Linked DNA regions of Mus musculus: region 2 is linked to region 1. The links are chromatin contacts, called in public HiChIP or PLAC-seq maps. All regions are on one chromosome and are shown on one strand. The core of a region is the stretch at or near the end of the contact, and the rest is flanking DNA. Distances in the headings are between cores, read along the strand shown. Region 1 holds the start of Arap1 (ArfGAP with RhoGAP domain, ankyrin repeat and PH domain 1). Region 2 overlaps Gm19765 (predicted gene, 19765).

Evidence for each region. HiChIP or PLAC-seq counts read pairs in DNA pulled down with a chosen protein or histone mark.
Region 2: an H3K27ac HiChIP or PLAC-seq map of microglia shows a contact between it and region 1, with 7 times the contacts expected there. The contact joins the enhancer-like site here to the promoter of Arap1 in region 1. A contact is called at or near these places in 3 of 115 datasets of contacts at active chromatin or transcription factors (the SCID.adh cell line, bone marrow-derived macrophages and microglia) and 3 of 9 other capture datasets (adipose tissue, macrophages and pancreatic islet).

Annotation. Positions count from the first base shown.
Region 1 is chr7:101,343,181-101,349,696 of GRCm38.p6, forward strand. Arap1 (ArfGAP with RhoGAP domain, ankyrin repeat and PH domain 1) reads left to right here and starts at 4,889. Exons shown (of 34, transcript NM_001040111.1): 1 at 4,889-5,019. It overlaps Gm35219 (a long non-coding RNA gene), which reads right to left. Exons shown (of 5, transcript XR_003946844.1): 3 at 4,667-6,516; 4 at 4,462-4,558; 5 at 3,741-4,380. Stard10 (START domain containing 10) reads left to right here. Exons shown (of 7, transcript NM_019990.5): 4 at 4-107; 5 at 737-854; 6 at 2,455-2,507; 7 at 2,712-3,446. The coding sequence ends at 2,957.
Region 2 is chr7:101,547,876-101,554,753 of GRCm38.p6, forward strand. It overlaps Gm19765 (predicted gene, 19765), which reads left to right. Exons shown (of 3, transcript NR_166075.1): 1 at 1-106; 2 at 2,056-2,181. It also overlaps the pseudogene Art2a. Among named protein-coding and RNA genes, the nearest start is that of Gm19765, 3.4 kb to the left of the region's middle. Within about 2 kb of position 3,431, at least 59 of the 459 cell types and tissues checked have an H3K27ac peak or open chromatin away from gene starts, as enhancers often do. A contact at or near this core is called in the SCID.adh cell line, adipose tissue, bone marrow-derived macrophages and 1 more, where this site is marked.

The sequences.
Region 1 (6,516 bases), core at 3,639-6,138:
CAGGGAGGTGTCCCAAGCCCCTGAAGAACCGTGATGTCATCACCCTCCGCTCCTGGCTCCCCATGGGCGCTGATTACATCATTATGAACTACTCAGTGAAACACCCTGTGAGTTGGCCTGCCCTCCCCTGGGGTGTGCAGAAGGGTGATGGGCAGGGCTGGGCTGTGGCTGGCTGTCCAGTGACTTCGGGCAGGCATGGGGGCTGGTTTCCTTCCTGCACATTGAGGATAATGACTTCCCTTCGGGGCCTGTCCAGTAGCTCAGGGAAAGGGCAGTATGGGCCGGCTCTGCCGTGAGTGGGTGGGATGACCTGATGTGGGTGGACCAGCCCTTGGGATGAGTGAGGCTGGCCTATAAATGGGCTAGCAGGAACTAGAAGGCAGGTTCCTGTGGTGGGACTCACTTGAACTCCCTGGGCAGAGAGGGCAGGCAGGTGTAGTTAGCCTAGGCAAGGGTTCAGTGCCCACAAACACGCATAAGCCCTGACATAGCCTGGCACTTCCCTAATGGCACAGAGAAAGCACAAGTGAGAGGGGGCAAGGATGGCCTGGCCTGATTATTTTTCCTTAACCTACATTAGGTCTGGACGGGCACAGTTGTCAAGAAATGTGAACAGCTATGGGTTCGTGTGTGTGTGTGTGTGTGTGTGTGTGTGTGTGTGTGTGTGTGTGTACCTTATAGAGGCAGTCCCTCTGACTCCACCCAAGTCTCACCTCCCTGTGCCTTCCATCCCCAGAAATACCCACCTCGGAAAGACTTGGTCCGAGCTGTGTCCATCCAGACGGGCTACCTCATCCAGAGCACGGGGCCCAAGAGCTGCGTCATCACCTACCTGGCCCAAGTGGACCCCAAAGGTGAGGGCTTGGCCCTGCAGTCCATCAGCAGGGGCTCCTTCCCTGTACAGGGAATGAACTGGATCTGCCAGGCTATCTGAAGGCCGTCTGTTAGGAGCTGTTTAGTACTGGGGGATCTCTAGCCAAAGCTAGTGGTTTGAAAGCAATGGACCCACGAGGCGGCCAGTGCTCCTCTCGGGAGTTTGGAACTGCCTTCCTGGTGCTAGCATTCCTAGCCTGGACCTGCTCTCACCACCGCATCTCCTTCGGCCACATCCCAGAGGCCTGAGCTTTCCAAGCTGTTCTTTCAGCTCACGTCTGCGACAGATGAGCCCTCATCTCTGTTGAGGTGGTTATCCTCCTAGACATCTTCCTCAGGATGTCTTCTGGACACCTGAGACTTGTTGTACCCAACCGTGAACTCACCATTGCCCTTCTTAGACCCACCCTTCATCAGATCAGTAGCTTGCTTTCTGGTCCCCTTTGTTTAGAACTTGCTAGTTAATTGGGGCCAGCTTCTCCTTGTCAGCTCCTAAATGTAGCACTTAGTCTCTCTCTTCCTCCCTCCCTTTCTTCTGACTCACCCAGGCTGGTCTTGAACTCGCCATCATCCTGACTTTGTCTCCCGCATGCTGGGAATTCCAGGCCCGTGTTAACATACTTAGCCCCTGTTCTCACCTTTTCACCCTCTGACAGCTCCCAGCCTATCATTCTTCTGGTACTCAGCCACTTTGTTTGTCCAAACAAGCTACTAGAGGAGATAAAAACAACACTTACTTCCTCTGACTCACCTGCTTAAAATGTCACTGTGACTCTGTTGCCCTCTGAGTCCAGCCAGAGCCCCTGCCCAGGGCGGGGAAGGGGGATCTCTAGCCCCCTCATGCCCTTCCACTTCTTACCTCCATGTCCCTCCAGCCTTTATCCTCAGCTAGCTCCCTGAACCTCTGCTTCTTACTCAGTGCTCCCGGAGTCCCTGACTCCCAGAGTGAGAGCCTGCTGCCTGTTTCAGGGCCCATCCCCCTCCAGCAGAACACCAGTCTGTGTTGAAATGTCACACACTGAATTCCTGTTGTGAGTGTCCAGACAGGTGCAGGGTGGGTGTCACAGAATGTGGAGTGAGTTGGTGACTGAACACGTAAAGACAGGATTGTCATTGACAGGGATACCCCGCAGCCTAGGTCAGGGTTCCCTGCTCTTTATGAGTGTTCTGTGTGTACAGAGCAGGAACTTGGAGGGAGACAGGTGGAGAGCTGGCCTATGGATTCCAGGGCGGGCTAGACTAGAGTGCTGAGCCTAAGATGTCTTAGGAGGCTCAGCAGGACAGACAGGAGAGAGGCTGAGCCTCAGGGACAGACCTAGGCTATTAGTGTGAGGAGAAGGAGGTGACAGGCTGGAGCTTGGTAGGTCAGAATGTCACACCACAGGTCACTTGTGGTTACCTAGGGCCGTGTGGTTTTCTTCTCTGAACTGGAGCTCAGCAGACAGACAGTGGGGCCAGAGATGAGCTTGGGGGATCTGAGAAGGAATGCCAAGGGGGTGGCCTCCCCACAAACTCTGAAGAGGGAGGGGGGCTGGCAGTGGGTGGGGCTGGGTGCCTAAGGGCTTCTCCCTGCCCCCACAGGCTCCTTACCCAAGTGGGTGGTGAATAAGTCATCTCAGTTCCTGGCCCCCAAGGTAAGTGGCTGTGTGCTCTGGGACATGGGGGAGGGGGTAGCACTGAGGAGTAGGGCAGGGGCAGAGTCAACACTGGGTGATGGCTGATGAACCAGGTCTACCCATGGCCGTAGTTGGGACACTGGGGACTACTGTACACCGCAGGAGGGCTCTGGAGGGGTGTGGCCCTCCAGGCACCCCTAACAATGTTCGAATGGTCTACAGGCCATGAAGAAGATGTACAAGGCCTGCATCAAGTACCCCGAGTGGAAGCAGAAACACCAGCCTCATTTCAAGCCATGGCTGCACCCGGAGCAGAGCCCATTGCCCAGCCTGGCGCTGTCAGAGTTGTCGGTGCAACATGCAGACTCACTGGAGAACATCGATGAGAGTGCAGTGACAGAGAGCCGCGAGGAGCGGGCAGGCGGTGCGGGAGGAGAGGGCAGCGACGATGACACCTCGCTCACCTGAGTGACCGGCTCTCTGCAAGGACCAAGACCAGACTGGGGTGGAACCCTGGGGCACTGAGCCTTCTGCACTTCCTCCCTTCCCCCACCTGCCTTCTGGGGGGGCACTGGGCTCCTGCCCAGGTGGCTGCGGCATGGCTGGACATGGCCCCAATAAATGAACCACACAGCCCCAGCCAGCTCTTTGTGCCTGCTTCTCATCTGCTCAGCCCCACGCTGCTCTGTTCTACAGTTATTTTCCTTAATACTCTTATTGTTCACAGGACTGCTGTCCCTATAGGCGTCTTGTAACGTAGGGTGGAGCTTGTTGCCCCCTCCTTTCCTGTGGTTCCTTTCTTTTCGTTCATTTGCACATTCATTTTTCTGGTCACAAAGGTGGTTTGCTCATTTTTTCAGGGCTCTTAAGAGGAGCTGGTCTAACCTGAGGTCAGGCTTCTACTGTGTGATGGACTTCTGGTCCAAGCTAGCTTTAAACAGTTGATCTGGCATACTCTGACTGGCTCCTGTCATCACAGAAAGAAGGGGAGGGACTCACAGGTCAAAGACTAGGGCTGAAGGCCTCAGAACTGAGTTGAGGCAGTGTGAACTGGAGGAGAGAGAGAGGTGGGTACTGGAGGAGGGAGGGGGGTATGGACTGGAAGAGGGAGAGGTGTGGGTACTGGAGGAGGGGGAGGTGTGGGTACTGGAGGAGGGAGGGGGTGGGTACTGGAGGAGGGGGAGGGGTGTGTACTGGAGGAGGGAGAGGTGTGGGTACTGGAGGAGGGGGAGGGGTGGGTACTGGAGGAGGGGGAGGGGTGGGTACTGGTGAAGACACTTCCACTGCACTTAGTGTTAAAGACCTTAGGCTGGTCACAGGAATCGTGAGGTCCCCTGACCAAGTGTCAACCCTCACTTATGCCTAGCTGCTCTGAGATCTAGAGGGAAGCCTGGGCTGCCTCTGCTGTCCAAGGGATGCCGAGTCCCAGAGTTAGTCTTAGGCCCTGCTTTTCTCTGGTATTTTTGGCACCACAAGAACTTGGGGTCTGGAAAGAACTCAAGATCTGACCCTATTCACCTCTCCTGGAAAGCCCTGCCAGTGGAAAACCTTACTGGGCTAACAGTCAAGTGTTTCCCAGAGAACAGTTTCTGTGGAGAGGCCTGGACAGGACCCTGTCACCTGGAACATCCAGCCCTAGGTCTGCCCATAATGGCTTTGAGAACACCCTGAGAATGTCAGACTCTCATTTCCTAACCTATAACCTAGGGTGATAATTTTTACCCTTATGCAAGTGTGAGTTTTTTTTTTTTTTTAATTAATCAGAACAAATTGTTCACCACTGGACCAGGCATGTAATAGGCTCTGATTAAAGGGCATCTTCCTCCTTTCAGGGCAAAAGCCCCTTGACCCACCCTGCTGATGACTGTTCTTCCAAATATGCCCACTGTTCCTATGGAAAAATGGAAGCCCAGCTAAATTAAGGCCCCTGGTTTGGCTGGTCCCAGAGGCTAGCCTCAGGATCCAGAAATACCTGCCAAGTCTAGGGATTTCATCTCTCTGGGGAGGAGGTGAGAAGCTGCCAGACTCTGGTGGGCCTTTCCCAGCGCCTTCTGCAGGGAGATGCAGTCCTGGGGACAGAAGCAGAGTACTAAGAATGGTGCACAGGACTCCCAGGGAAGGTGGTTGTCCCGCCTCCAATGGTTGTGTGTGTGTCCTCTCCCAGAGGATAGACTCACCAGAACAGGGGTGTCGAGGCATGGAGACTCAAGGATCCGTGGAGTCTCAGCAGGGACAGGATAGACTAGACATGAGCCTCAAAGCCTTAGCAAGCTAAGGATAAAGGAGAGACACAAACCCGGCGGTCCGGTCTGCCTAGGGTATTGAAGATCCGGACTAGGCTGGGGGCGGGACCGGCCGGCTCCCTGCCCGTTCCCCGCCCTCACGTCCCCCGGTGTCACGTGGGGCGGGCGGAAGCGCCGAGCGAGGTGGGCGCGCCCGGACCGCTGCCGCGAGTTGGCTGCGGCCGCGTGTGACAGACGGTACCGGGACCCCGAGTCCCACCTCGTGGAGTTCTCTTCGCTCAAAACAGGTCAGTGAGGTTGCTGGGACCTCCCAATCGCCAGTTGTGGCTTGCACTGCCCCCATTCCTCAGAAGGGAATGGTGAGCCCCCCACCCCCACCCGCTCAATTTTCCCGGGGTCATCTGGTGCGCGCTCTTGCCTGGGGATGAAGTGAAGTGGGGTCGCCTCTGGAGGTGAAGTCATCTAGCCAGACTCGTAGGGACAGAGAAAGTGAGCTGGTGGACACCAGCTTTCAGCCGTCAGCTCTTCTGCTTTAGGGCTTGCAGGCTCCGGAGCCAGTAGCGTCAGGCAGCTTGGCTTTCCCACTTGAGAAATGAAGACTTCTACCTAGTCTACCCCGGACATTCTTACAGCCTCGCAAAGCTTTAGGACTTTAGCCGTGGACCTGAGGCTTTGGTACAGCCTCGCAAAGCTTTAGGACTTTAGCCCTGGACCTGAGGTGTTGGTAACCTTGGGCAAGCTACTTCCGTCCTCCGCACCTCAATTCCCCACCAGTTAATGGGGGCATGGTTTCTCTAGAGCTTACCTGGCCCAGTTGCCAGGAAAGAAGGGGTGTGTTCGTTGAATGGGGTCAGGCTGGGAATGGGTGGATGGGCTTAGAGCAGGTTTGCAGTGCAGCGGGGGATGGGGGCTTTTGGGGAGGAGGCGGGTAGGTGTTTGGACACAGATCTCCGTGGGTAGATTTGGGTGCTGGGTGATTAGGAGCCAGGTTGTCTGACTTATGTTTCTCTAAATTCAGTGTCTTAGGGAAAGCTTCCCTAATGCCTAGACTGGGGGTTCGGGATTCAGGGTTAGACTTGGGGATGCTCAGGTAAGGATTTGACTACTGTTGGGTCCAGGGGACCCTGATAACCTGTACTTGGAAAGTTGTGACTGTCCTGCTAAGGGAAGCCTAGGCTCCTAGCAGCGTCATTATAGGGTAGAAGAAATTCAGCAGAACCCAGAGACAGGCGTGGACAGGTGCAGACCTGGGGAGGAGAGGATGCCTGGATGAGCCTTGGTAGTTAAGTGGCTGTTTGCTAAGACTGGCTGCAAGGTGAGGGCAGAGCTTGTGCCGCACAGCAGGGATACTGATAACCTTCCGGAGGAGAGGCAAGGGATGTGGGTGTGGCTGTAAGGGGTGGCAAGGGAGGATGTGCAGAGAACCCATCCTTGGGATTTATACCTGGCTAAAGTTTATTTAGACCCCGGCCTGGGGACCCTGCTCCCCAGTGACCGTTTGCTCACTGGAATAGGGTACAAGTGAGATGTCCCAGGCAGGCTACTGCTGGCTGTGAGGAGGTGATGGCCCCGACGCCCCAGGTTTCATTTGGACGTTCAGGCCTCCTTATTTGGTCCCCACCATGCAGAGGAGAGTCAGTTTCTGGGCAAAGGTGTTCCCCACCAAGTTTCCTCCTCATCCAAGTCCCCGTGTTCTGTGAGACTTCAGGGTTCAGATGTGGGCTGCAAGTTGCAGTGCCTTCCAGCCTGGTTGTCAGTTCCGGGTAATGGCAAGGCTCAGGGCA
Region 2 (6,878 bases), core at 2,181-4,680, 200 kb after region 1:
TCTCTTTCTGCTCCTGCAGATCAAGATGCAGAACTCTCAGCTCCTTCTCCAGCACCATGTCTGCCTGCATGCTGCCATGACGATAATGGACTAAACCTCTGAAACTGTAAGCCAGCCCCAATGAAATGTTTTTATTTATATGTGTTGCCATGGTTGCTGGGTGGGGGTGATGCATGCCTTTAATCCCAGCACTTGGGAGGCAGAGGTAGGCAGATCTCTCTGTAAGTTTAGCCAAAGCTACACAAAGAAACCCTGTCTTATAATAATAATAATAATAATAATAATAATAATAATAATAATAAAAAAAGAGTTGCCATGGTCATGTTGTCTCCTCACAGCAATAAAACTCTAACTAAGACAGAAGTTATGAAAAAAATTTCATTGACTTTTTATTCATGTACTTGTTTATGGGTGTGTGTGTGCAGGTACAGGCACAGTGACATGTGTGTGGAGGTCAGAGGGCAACCTGGAGGCAGTGTTCTCCCTCCACCATGTGAGTCCTTCAGATGTAACTGATGAGAGTTAGTTAGTTAACTGGCAGATGCTGCACTATATTGGTAGCCCTATCTTGAGAATGAAATCTGTAAGGTCTTTGTCACAGTGAGTGCCCGATATACGGTTAGTAACCAGTTCACTTTAACTGTTCATATTTGCTATAGTTTGAGGGTGAAAGCTTGAATATTTAGGTCCCAGGTGGCAGCATTATTTGGGGAAGATGTAGGGAACTTTTGGAACCCAAGGTTTGCATGGCTTACCAAGAGTTATAGCTTGGCCTTGCTTCAGGCACAAGCTCTCTGCTTCCCGATCTGTGCCCCAGATAAATTTTGTGCTATAGACATCTACTGCCACAAACTGAACCACCTCCCTTTTTTTTTTTTTTTCTTTAGGCTTAGTGAACCAGAGAGTTTATTGGGGCTACTTATAGAAACACAAATACTCAAGGCAGTTGCTTCTCCAAAAAGCCCTTCTGAGCATGGGCAAGACTTTATGAAACTGAATTCCTCAAGCCCCCTGCTGGTTTCAAGATTGCTGGACCAGTGCAGTCTCCCTCCCACAGTCATTGTTACTGATTATACAGACTTTGGGGGGAACCTTGTGAATCGTGTAACTTTCCGGAACTCCCTGTGATTTCTTAGTTCCTTCTTGAGCCATGCATTTTTTCCCTTTTTAATTTATTCTTCTCTCATATATTACAGCCCAACACAGTTCCCTTCTCTCCCCCCCCCCGTCAACTCCCCCCAGTTTGCCCCCACTTCCCCTTCCCCCCAGATCTACATCCTCTCTCCACCTCCTCTCAGAAAAGAACAGGTCTTCCAGGGACATCAACAAAATACAGCAAATTCTTTCATATAAGGGGAGACAGGGCAACCCAGTAGAAGGAAAAGGGTCCCAAAAGCTGGCAAATGAGTCAGAGACAGCCCCTGTCCTGACTGTTGGGAATCCTATAAGATCACCAAGCTACACAACCATAAGATATACACACACCAGGGAACCTAGGTCAGACCCCTACCGGCTTCCCGATCTCTGTGAGCTCACTTAGTCCCAGTCAGTTGATCCTGTAGGCCATGTTCTTGTAGTGACCCTGACCCCTCTGACTCCTCCCCTTCCTCTTCAGGACTCCCCAAGCTCTGCCTAATATTTAGCTGTGGGTCTTTGCATCTGCAGTCCTCTAGATGGAATCTTTGTTTTGTTTTTAAGACAGGATCCCTTTATGTAGCCCTGGCTGTCCTGGATTTCTCTGTGTAGATGAGGCTGATCTCAAACTCAGAGATTTGTCTGCACCTACCGCCATAGCTCTGGGATCAAAGGTCTGTGCCACTATGCCTGGCAACTAATGAACTCTTCATGCCCTGAACATTGAGCCAAAATAAATCCTTTCTCCCTTAAGTTGCTCCCGTTGATTATCTGATCACAGCAGTAAGAAAACTAATTAACACAACATTGTTATAATTGTGCTGGTTTTGTTTCTCTTTGACTGTGCTTTTCGTGGTCTCAAGAAATATTTCTCAATGAATCAGGTTTGTTGTAAGTGACCTCCCTTTCTTGCCCTTGCAGACATCTTGAAGGCATTTTTTGAAGCTCGAGATAGCTGGGTGACTTGCTTTGATCACTGAACTGTGTCTGAAGAGGATAATATCATTATGAACAGTGATAAAGGAAGACCCAGGGATCCAGTCACACGTTCGTATATTGTCCCCTTATCTTGCCTCAGAAACTGTGGGAGAATGGTTGTGTTGGTGTCCCAAGCATCCTGCATTCCAGGAGGGACTATGAACAGAGCCCTGGGTGGGTGGTCTGAATTAGGCATGGAGATGAAATAAGCCTCTCCTGACCCCCCCCCCCTTGCTCTGATGATAAATATTTTTCTACATTTTAGTAATAATTTCAGAAGTTAATTTTTTACATTTAAACCTTTAATTTTTCAGGTAACTTTAAAAAAAGATTTATTTATTTTATGAATGTGAATACACTGTCTTTAGATATACCAGAAAAAGGCATCAGATCCCATTACAGATGGTTGAGAGCCTTTGTGTGGTTGCTGGGAATTAAACTCAGAGCTTTGGAAGAACAGACAGTGCTCTTAACCACTGAGGCACCTTTCCAGCCCGTTTTCAGGAGGACTCTTATGTATGGTGTCTTGAAAAACAGAGAGAGGGGAGGGGAGGGAGAGGGGGAAAGGGAGAGAGCAGGTTTAGCTTAGAGATCAAATTGGCCTTTTAGTATCTACTCCAGAGCCAGGCAACATCTTGTTCCACAAAACAGAAGGAGTCCGCTATCCTGCTGAGCAGTGGGAACTGGTTTCAGAGGCAAGAAAGAACTGGTCAGCTGGGGCCTGGCATAGGAGTCTTGTTCCAAGCAGTGGTTTACCATGAATGTTACTTAACAGGCTCGTGTAAGGATCTGAGAGCCAGTTGCCTTCATTCCATTTATTGAATCTACTTTCCTACCCTGAGTTTTAAAGGCCACCCCTGTGATCCACTTCCTGTCTGTGCCTGAGTGGTTCAGTTTTTTTTGACTCTATCGACAATGTTTTGTTTTGCTGGGTTTTTTGGGGTTTTGTTTTGCTGGGGTTTTTTGGTGTGTGCTTGTTTGTTTTGTTGCTGTTGTTGTAATGTTGTTGTTTTAAGGCAGGTTTCATTATGTATCTCTGGCTCCCTGGAAACTTGCTACATAGACCAGGCTGGCCTTAAAGTCATAAGATTCTTTTGCCTCGTCTCCTGGGTGCTGGGACTAAAGGCGAGCACCACTGCAACCAGATCACCTTGTTTCATCTTGCACAATTCAAACATTGGCTGTTGCTTACTGGCAAACAAGACAGGACTATCTTCATGCATGGAGAGTGGGGAAGGGGGAGTAAGGGAATCTTTGTTCACGTGAGCTGAACCCACCCTTGGTAAATACAGGGCACAGACTTCCTGACCCATATATGCCTCAAAATGTGCCTGTCTGGGAGGTGAGCTGGTTCAGCGGTTAAAATGCTTCCTGTGTATGCTGAGAACCTGAGTTTGATTCCTGGAACGTTCATAAGGGTGGAAGGAGAGAGCTGATGCCCTGAGTTATCTTCTGACCCTGTTATGGGGTCTGCTTAGATCCAACAGAACTCAAACACCAGGCTGAGGCAGATGACAAAAACTCATTGTAATCAAGCTGCTAAGGCTAGATCAGGGCTGCAGAACAGACTCAGGAGCTGAACTCCAACCCTGAAGGGAAGTCAGACAGCATATTTAAAGAATGAAATCATAAATTGAGGGACTGTGTGGTGGACTGTAGCATTCTCCAACCATATTTTGACATAAGGGAGTTTCCACTTATGTCAGGATAGGAGTTGGTTTCTGGGCCTGGGAATATGAACTTAGTTTGACCCTGCCAGCAAAACAGAGAAGTTGCCCCTGAGATAGCTGAACTCAGACAACTGTCACTTTACAACAGACTTCAGCTATTGGGAAGTCCCCAGTTTCCCTAGGGCTGGGGCCTTGAACTTAGTTTCCCCCTATGATTAAGTGGAGTCGGAAAACAAAATGGCAGCACTTAGAACAAGTCTCTTTGTTTGCTCCCAACAATCCCTTCCCACATTCTGAGGCATTAGCACACCCACATCATGCACATACAGAAATAATACAATTTTAAAAATTTAATGACCTTAGCCAGGGGGTGGTGGTACATGCCATTAATCCCAGCATTCAGCAGGCAGAGGCAGGCATATCTCTGTGAATTTGAGGCTAGCCTATTCTACAAAGAAATTTCTACTACAGGCAGGTGTGTTACACAGAGGAACCCTGACTCAAAAAATTAATTTGCTTAATTATGTCTTTAGAGACAATCAAGGTTATTCAAGTAAACTGACAGGGCTCAGTAGCTGGTTGTATTTCTAATGGGGTAGAGTAGGGAGTAGATTTTAACTGGATCAAAACTGATGTTTATGGCCCATGGAACTTGTCCTGCAAGAGCGTCTGTGAGAAATGTGGAATATGAACTTTCTCAGCTGCAGAAGTGTGGGAATCAGATTTCATACTTTAGAAGAGCTTCTCAGACAAATAATAAAATTTATAGAAATATCTAGTTATAAAGCAAGCTGTGATTATAAATTTTTATTTCCCTAGATTATAAAATTCACCACGAATTGCATACTTTAAATCTCTTACTGCTGACGAGGCAGATAAACATTGCTTTTTGATCATAGCAAAGTGTGGAAAGAGTCGTAATTTGAAGTCAAAGTGCAAAGTTTCAAGACAGACCCAGAAGATACCTTGGATGCTTATAGATGTCATGAATGCTAAAGCAGACCTCCCCTCAAAGAACCCCACCCTTCCCCCTTCCACAGTTCTTAAACAACCAATCAGGGCTTGCCCCCTTGGCCTCCCTTTAACACTCACACCCACAAACTGCACACAGGAGAGGGCTACAGCTCAGCAAGAGTAAGCTGCTGGACCAGAAGACCGAGGAGAACCACAAGGAACAGGGATACACAGCTCTCTCTGGATCCTGAAGAAGGAAGGAGAAAGAGAGTGTTCAGTGTGGGATCTCTCAGGACATGAATTTCTCCCTTAAACATCCCGAATTTTATATATAGCTCAAAACCTAAGACAGTAGGCTCTAGAGGGATAGGGTGCCTGGTTATACTCTTCCAGCACACTCAGTACTGTTGATAAAGTACTCAGATTCCAGGAGAGTGAGCTAATGGATGGATTGCCACCATGTCCCAGGTTCTGTGCTCTAAGATACTGTCTAGAATGATGATGAAGAAGAAGAAGAAGAAGAAGAAGAAGAAGAAGAAGAAGAAGAAGAAGAAGAAGAAGAAGAAGAAGAAGAAGAAGAAGAAGATGATGATGATGATGATGATAGAAAGCCTACATGGCTTTGCCTTCTTCACCTAAGAAGAGGATTCTAGGTATAAAACTTCTGAAGATCTACTGTTGAAGCATCATGTATTCTATACTAGCTGGTGTGATCTAGAGCTTATCTGTGGCTTTCAAGCCTTCCTGGACTGGACATGGGCCATTTGCTCCAGAAGGGCAGCATCTTTCTTGGTGGACTCTGTACCTGGGTAGATATCATGGTTTCCCTGGGACTGATTCAAAATCAAAAGGTCTCTATGCAAGCACATAAAATCCCTGTGATAATTCCCCCTAGTTTCACTTCTGCCTCCAAAGACTTCTCATGTTTGCAGAAACCCTTCAGAGTGTTAGGGCTACTTAGACCAAAGACTACTCTGTGCACACTCCTCAAACTGTAACTCATTTCAAGTTGGCTCCTTGGGCTTTCAGTCAAACTTAACATCCTAGACAACATTAGGTGGAGCCAGGATGTAAGTCAGACAATCCCCAGATCCTGAGTGGTGGGTGATAGGAGACAAGGTCCCTAGATTGTAAGCAAGAGATTTTTCTGTAAGTATTGAGTTCCTCATCAATATGAATTAGAATCAAATACCTGAGATGTGAACAGTGTCCTTCATATTTAAAATCAAACAGCATTTGTTAAACGATATATACATATCAAGTAATATATCTTGAATGAATTTCTTTTAATTCTCATGGCAATACTACTAGAATATTTGTTATTTGGGTCTTTAATACTGAAATGGAAAAAAAACAGGGGCACAGATACCTAGTAACTTGCCAAGAGTCTCACAGAACTAGTGGTGTTTGAACCAGAGAACCTCTGAGTCTGACTCCAAAGTTATGACAGAGAGCATGGTACAGTAGTTTTCTCTGGAAGTATTAAGGAAGGATTACTATGATAAGTGGTACTTGAACTGTGCCTTGAAAGGTAATTACCATGACAAAATTGATGGAGTCTTTGCTTGCATTGAATGAGATATCTGGTCAAAGGATGAAGAGAACTCAGGCCACAAAGCATGATGGGTATACATGCTTGGAGACCCCCCCAAACACGGGCATCTTTAGTTTGAAAGGATGGAGAAACAGCTGCAGATGACACATGTCACTCATCGTGAGGAGCCCCTAGTAAGAGCTTTTTCCTGAAGTTGTTCACTGTTTCAATCATTTCTGACACACTGTCACTGAGCTACATGCCCTGGGCTTACCGATGCTACCATTCACCATTCCAGGCATCCTAGCCATGGGCAAGATCTACTATGTGGCTTCTAATAAGGAGCACCCCCTCTTCCATTCCATGAGGTCCCCTGCCATCTCTAATACAGACCCAGTCTTACCTAAGCTGCTAACGTTGGCTGCTTGAGTAGAACCGCTATAGAAGCAATTAAAGTTGCTCTTCTTCCTTTTTGGGGAGTCCAGAGAAATTTGGATATACCGTTCGACACTTTGTGTTTTGACTTTGTGAAATACTTCATAGCCTGGAATTAACACCTCCTCTTCATGAGTATAGTAGGAACAATGTTTGATGTGAGCCCCCAAGCA